Linked DNA regions of Sus scrofa: region 1 is linked to region 2. Evidence: chromatin contacts called from public Hi-C data. All regions are on one chromosome and are shown on one strand. Each heading gives the region's core, a stretch centred on a gene start, on an enhancer-like site or on the middle of the called end of the contact. The rest is flanking DNA. Distances are from core to core; before and after follow the strand shown. Region 1 holds the start of SMAP2 (small ArfGAP2). Region 2 holds the start of NFYC (nuclear transcription factor Y subunit gamma).

Evidence for each region. A called contact is a pair of places that touch in the nucleus more often than the background predicts.
Region 1: a Hi-C map of heart right ventricle shows a contact between it and region 2, with 3 times the contacts expected there. The contact joins the promoter of SMAP2 here to the promoter of NFYC in region 2. A contact is called at or near these places in 1 of 47 Hi-C or Micro-C datasets (heart right ventricle) and 1 of 2 datasets of contacts at active chromatin or transcription factors (alveolar macrophages).

Annotation. Positions count from the first base shown.
Region 1 is chr6:170,761,615-170,765,139 of Sscrofa11.1, reverse strand. It overlaps SMAP2 (small ArfGAP2), which reads left to right and starts at 1,344. Exons shown (of 10, transcript NM_001128464.1): 1 at 1,344-1,866. The coding sequence starts at 1,764.
Region 2 is chr6:170,484,747-170,488,227 of Sscrofa11.1, reverse strand. NFYC (nuclear transcription factor Y subunit gamma) reads left to right here and starts at 2,216. Exons shown (of 10, transcript XM_021096986.1): 1 at 2,216-2,433. LOC110261254 (a long non-coding RNA gene) reads right to left here and starts at 1,721. Exons shown (of 2, transcript XR_002345276.1): 1 at 1,660-1,721.

The DNA.
Region 1 (3,525 bases), core at 95-2,594, 280 kb before region 2:
TTTTTTCTCCCCAGCTGTGCCTGTGGCTTGTGGAAGCTCTCAGGACAGGGATCGAACCTTCGCCACAGCAGTGACAATGCTGGGTCCTTAATCTCTAGGCCACCAAGGGAACTCCCGAAGTGACCTTTCAAAACCTCTAACTGAATCACGTTGTTCCCTCTCCCCTAGTACATTACCAGCTACCTAGAAGTTTCTCAGGGAGTTCCCAGCCTGGCTCAGGAGAAACAAATCTGACTAGTGTCCATAAGGAGGTGGGTTCGACCCCTGGCCTCACTCAGTGGGTTAAGGATCCAGCATTGCTGTGAGCTGTGGTGCGGGTCGCAGATGCAGCTTCTCTCTGGCTTTGCTGTGGCTGTGGTGTAGGCCGGTGGCTACAGCTCCGATTTGACCCCTAGCCTGGGAAGCTCTATATGCTGTGGGTGCAGCCCTAAAAAGACACACACATGCACACACAGAAAGTTTCTCAGTGACAATCTGCTAAGTGAATGAGTGAATGAGAACATTTGCTAGAGGGCTGGAGGATCCCTAAAGAAAAGGACAGCCATGGAAAAATTCTGTACTTACTAACACTACCTAGTAAGGGTGGCTTTGGACAATGAGGTTGAATGATCATTTCAAAGTGTTTACTTATTCCGTGTTTTACTGTCATCACCCCTCCTCTCCACCCCGCCTCCCCAAATAACCTTCAGCAAAGGTCTGCTGCACAAAACTGCACTATTTGGGGAGGATTTAGGAATGAAACCAGAAAATGTCTAGGCGACGTGCGAAACGATGTCTAAAGATGTTGGTCATCACAAGAGGAGCGCTAATGAACCGGGGGACCCAGAATTCAAAAGGAGCAGGCATTCCAAGTGAGAGGGGACCAGAATCCTCTGAACATTTGGGGTGGTTGTCATGTCGCTTACCCTGGGTTAGAACCTTGGGCCCTTCTTTTTGGCTGTTGAAGTAAAGAATTACCTGGGGGACTTTGGAGTATTTCACATCTCCCAGGTTACGTAAGGACGGCAAATATTTAACTCGTAGAGAGTTTTTGAGGATTATATTGGGATAATTCATATAAAGCGCTTAGCACAGCGCCTGGCACATAGTAAGAGCTCAGCAAACGTTAATTGCTGTTTTCCTCACTTTCTTCCAATCCCTCCACTCCCTTTCCGCCGGCTCCATTCATTCTTTTCCAAGGACATGCAAGGGGCGTGGCCATTCCTCCCTCCGCCCAACCCAAGCCCCGCCCCTCCCTTCTGCCCGGATTGGTTCCTGAGAGGCGGAGAGGAGGGAAGCGCCCAGTCCGAAGCGGTGGGGGCGGGGCGCATGCGCGGGCTGAGCCGGGTGGAGGAGGAGAGGAAGAGCTGCCGGAAGTAGGCGGCGGAGGTGGTGCCCGAGCAGGCGGCAGCTGCCAGGGAAACCGAGGCGCTGGACTCTGCCCGCGGACAGGCAGGCCGGGGGGTAGTCTCTGCGCCCGGCACTCAGGAAACCCGAGAGCCCCCCTTGCCTGGCGTGAGGGTTCCTGTCTGGTCCCGCAGCCCGGTCGGGACCCGAGCCTTTCCCTAAGCCCGCCAGGGGGCGCCGCCTTGAGGGGCTGCAGAGCGGGGGTCGGGCGCGGCTGAGGGGAGAAGGGGCGCCAGGCCGGGCCAGGGGAGAGGGCTCTCCCCCGCTCAGGAGGTGCCCCTGGGCGGGGACCGGGAGTCCTCACCTCCGGACTGAGGCAAGGGTTTCTGGGGGGCTCGGAGGGCGCGTCGCCCTCTGCCCCCGCCGGCACCCTGGCCATGACGGGCAAATCGGTGAAGGACGTGGATCGGTATCAGGCGGTTCTGGCCAACCTGCTGCTGGAGGAGGATAACAAGTTTTGTGCGGACTGCCAGTCTAAAGGTAGAGCATCCCTCCCGGCGGGCGAGGGGTCCAGCCTCCGGGCGGAACCGGGGAGGCGGACTGGGTGGGAAGAGGTCTCTGGAGCTTAGGTGGCCCCGATCCTCTAAATGGTAACGCGTGCTAGCCTTGCTGAAGAGGCTTCTAGGTGTTCTGCAGCGCAGGCATTGGTGTGGGGAGAGGTTGCGAGGGCGACTGTGGGGGGCGGTGATGGTGGGGGTGGAAGTGGCGTGGTGTGTGCAGGTGAGAATGTCTGTATTTCAGGGCTGTGAGTGAGTTCTGGGCCGACTGTCAGTCCAGAGGCAGCCGGGAGTTCACAGCCTTCTGCTTGCAAAGCTGGGGATGAACTGCAGTGAGTGGTGTGTGCGGTGTGTGTGTGTGTGTGTGTGTGCGAGAGAGAGCGCGAGAGAGAGGGGAGGAAGGGGGAGGAGGGAAGGGAGATGACGGTGAGAAAAACTGCTTAAATGATTTTAAGGAGGTGAGGGTTGCTGACTGCTATTTGGTTAGCAGCTCCTTCCGTCAGTTTACAGCCTTGCTGAGATCTGACAGTGCTTAGGTGGCTTTCCTCTTTCTGGATGTGTGGAGGGGAAACTGCCTTGTGCAGTGACACAGTGCGGATTTCTAGACAGCCTAGCCCTGGCTTGTGCAGTGTGTTGGAGGCCTGATGTGCGTGTGGTGGCAGAAACTAGCAGATTGTGGCTGTAGTGCAGGATCGGTTTAATCAGTGCTGAGAAGGAAGCAAAGCATGCTTCGAATTTGTTGCTTCCAGGGCAGCCACCCTTCTAAGGGGAAATGTGATCATTGTAGATTGTCAGAGCCATTTAGTCTTTGTTTTCTGTGCCCTCAAAGATTCAGGATTTGATACAATTACAAATCAGTATGCTAGGAAAGCTTGGTTATTCGTGAAATGTTTACACTCAATTTATAGACGATAAATATTTTGTTTCCTCATTTTCTTTCCGAATTCTTTGGAATATAATTGGAGTTGGGAAGATTCTTTTCCTTTTGGTTTGAGTAGAAAGGGATGCATTTTGGGAGCTATATTAATTTACTTTTGTTTGTAATGCAGTGGATTTGCCTGGGTTGTTTGCCATGTAGCATGTTGGACATATAGTGCAGAACAAAGATTCAGATGTATTTGTATTTATCAACATTGAGAAAGGAAGTACATGCTTAATTGATGCTTTCACTTAATTACCTTTCATTTTAGAGAAATAGGTTATGTAAGGAGATCGGGGAGAGAGACATTGATCAGGACGCTTTATAGTATATTTTAGTGCCCTTTCCCCATAGACAAATGGCATGTGCCATTAGGAAAGCAGGTCCCCAGACTTCTTTCCTAAATTCATTGGCAAGAATTCATTTTTAAAAGAGTTTTGGAATCAGTTTATGTTAAGTAGGTTCATTTTGTCTCTCGTGGACTCTTGTGAGATCTTGTGCTAGATCTAGTGAAAGATTTGGTTTAAAATTTAGGAGTATATCTCTTGGCTTTACTCAAATTCCCTTGTGTCCTCAGTTGACAGATCTTGAGTCACAGTGAAACAACCCACTGGAGAGAGCATTGCTACATTAGGGGAGTCAGATGCCATTTTGATGCTTTGTGCCACTGCAGCCCCGTTTTGCATACCACTCTTATCTTACTCATATTCCAATAAAACATAG
Region 2 (3,481 bases), core at 967-3,466:
ATATAATCTCCTAGGGGCAGACCTGACGGGGAAGGTTTTAGCAAAGGAGAGGCAGAGAACATTGATAACCATAGTCTACCGCAAAGGACTCACGTTCAGCCTGTATTGGTGTGACGGTTACCAGTTACATACTGACTATCAAAATCCTGAACTATTTTCCTACCGGCTGGGAAATGGCTGCTGTTCCAAGCCTTCGGACAAACCCCTCCCCCGGGATTTGCTCCTCACAGCCTGGCGACCGAAGGGTTAACCTCTAGCGGGGAAGACCCTTCCTGACTTCCCCTGAGCAGACGGTGCTTGAGCACGACCCGTCGTCGTTACAGGCGTTTACTAGCACCCTTGGCTAACTTCTTTTAATGTGTACATTTTTATTAGTTTAATTCCGAGGGAAACCGACTGCAGCCTCTATATAGTGTCAACACTTCATTATAATGATCACTAATAATCCTAATTTGTGCTGCTTCCTACACATTTTTACTTTGCTTTTACAAGTATAATTGTGTTGCTTCTTGCACTTTTGTTTTTGCACAAGCATAGTACATGCCATAATTGCTCATTAAATATTTGTAGAGATTTACGTAGCATTTTTTCCATTCGCTAAGCTTTTCTATCTCAACATACTAGTCCTCTGTTTTTTTTTTTTTTTTTGGCTCTCTTTTTCTTCTTTCAATATACTTTTTTTTTTAATGGCCACACCTGTGGCATATGGAAGTTCCCAGGGGGGCTAGTGTTCCAATCAGAGCTACAGATGCCGGCCTACGCCACAGCCACGGCAATGCCAGATCTGAGCTGCATCTGTAATCTACATGACAGCTCACAGCAACACTGGATCCTTAACCCACTGAGCAAGGCCTGGGATCGAACCCACAGCCACATGGATACTAGTCGGATTCATTATTGGTGAGCCACAACGGGAACTCCAGCATGACTATTTCTTATTTTAAGTCTGTTTTTAACTTTTTATGCCATTTCTGTCTGAAAATATTACCACTAACTTCTTTACACTTTTGCAATTTATATATTCTCCCTTACATAATTGCATTCCATCTCCCCAGCACTCCCAGGAGGTAGGAATTAGATCGTTTTACAGATGAAGAAATCTGAGACTCAGGGAAGTCAGATGTCTTGTAACTAGTTAGGTTTTGTTCATTCACTCATCAAATATTGATTGAGTGCCTGGAGTGAGATTTGTTAGGGCTGCAGACAATGTTCCTGAATTCGAGTTAAGGGTTAATTCCGCTCTGCTCTACTTCTTTATCACCAGGGTCGTGAACTCAAAGGAAGGAAACAACATATTGATGTTATGGTTGAGGACCCTGCAGGGGTGGCTCCAAGTGGCTCCTCAGAGAGGCTCCAAGATCCTTCGTAAAATTCATGGTAACTACCAGCAGGGGCAGTCTCATTTCTCTCTGTGTTTGCTACCTGACAGGAACTGTCCGTAGATAATGCCATTCAAATATATTCGATGCATTTTTTTAAAGGTTTGGGAGCTATTCAAGTGGAGCTTTGATACTTGAGCTGCAGAGACTTGATCAAATTATTTAACCCTCTGCGCTTCAGTTCCATCACCTGTAAGAAAGAAATAATGCTAATGGAGTTCCTGTTGTGGTGCTGCGGCAACGAATCTGACTAGAAACCAGGAGGCTGTGGGTTCGATACCTGGTCTCGCTCAGGGGGTTAAGGATCCAGCGTTGCCGTGAGCTGTGGTGTAGGTCGCAGATGCCGCTTGGATCCCACGTTGCTGTGGCCGTGGTGTAGACCTGCAGCTGTAGCTCCAGTTAGACCCCCAGCCTGGGAAGCTCCACATGCCGCGTGTGCGGCCCCAAAAAGCAAAAAAAAAAGGAAATAATGATAACGCCTTTGGACTAAGTTGTTGTGTCGATTTAGAGAGCTAAATATGAAAAAGTTGTAATGCTCATTGCAGTTCAGTTTCCACCAGTTTTTGAAGAAGTTTTAAACTGCATTCGAGTGAGGAAAACAACGTCCCTGCTGAGGTAAGGCTACAAGCTGACCATTCTTGGGAAGCGCTGTTCTTTCTGGTGGAACACACCACTTCAGTTTTGGGGTTAGAACCCCCTTTCGCGGTGCAGGTAGCTAACTTCTTTAACGGCGCCCTAGTCTGGCATTCCCACGTCGCCCTCCATCCCTCAGCTCCTCTCTCTCAAATTAAAAAAAAAAAAAAAAAAAAAAAAAAAAAGACCTACAACAACTGCTTATTCCCTAAAATTCCTAAGTGTGCACACAGGACAGCTTCTCGGCGACGGCTCCTCCTAGGAGGTCGCAGCGCAAACGCCTCCGGACCGCCTCGAGGGGCGGGGCCAGAAGCCTCACGCCTCATCCCGCCTCACCGTGCCGCCGCCCTTCGCAATTCTCGCGAGACTTCAAGCAACTTAGCTTCTGCGTATTAAAGACACTGGGAGTCAAGGCGCCAAGGTGGGGGGAGGGGAAGGGGGGAGACGGGGCAAACGGCGTGGCCGCCATCTTGTTTGTGCCCCCGCTTCGCGCGCGCTCCGTTCTCCGTGACGCACGCGTCCCCCTCCCCTCCGCCGCGCCCAGGTCTCTGCATTGCCCGACGCCGCAAGGGCGCGGGGGCGGCTCCTGCTCCTCGCTGGACTCCTGAGGAGGCGTGTGAGTGTGCGGGAGCGTCCGCGGGAGGGAGCGGGAGCGGGGAGCGGCGGCGGCGGGGGGAGGGGTGGCGCTTCCCGCCTTCGGCGCGGCCCTCACTGCCCTCGCGCGGCCGCTGCTGCAGTTCGGTTCGGCCTGCCCGCCGCCATGTTGTGTCCTCGCCGGGCCCGCCGCTGTCGCCTCCGCTGCGCTCGTGGGGTCCGTGAGCTTGTCGGCCCGGCCCGCGGGCTTTCTCCCATTGGCGGAAGGCGACTGCGGGGGGGCTCGCTCGTGATTGGTCGGTGGCGGGGAGGCCGCGGACCTGGCACGTTATTGGTCGCGCTGGCTCCGGCCTAGGGGGTGAGGAAGGGATCGGAGGCTGTAGGGATGCGCGCGTCTTGGGCTCGGGCTGCAGGACGGTGACCTCCTACGGCGCAGGCGTGGGGAGGAGGTTGGGAGCGAGCCGTAAAGGCCTTCAGGGGGCAGAGAGGGTGGTGGTCTGGCAGTCACTTCGGGGGTAGCCTGTGTTCCTGTGCATGGCCGGGAATGGGAGGCACTCCAAATTCCAGAGGTATCCTCCGTGGAACATGCATGGTCCGGGATAGGGGCGTGCAAGCTGCAAGGGTGCCAGGCTTGGAAACGCTTAAACCCTAGTTACAGCTTGAGGGAATCACCGAGATGCAGGGATGCTAGACTTAGATGCAGGAGTGTAACACAGGTAGTGAGTGACCCTGATGTCGGTGGATGTCAGGTCTGAGGCCATGGAGGAGAGGGCATCAGGGCCTTAGCGACATATCCGAACAGTAGGATCAGATCAGGAATTTTGCTGGCGTGCCAGTGTTGGAACATTGAGGTTTTCGGTGGAGCCCTCGAGTCC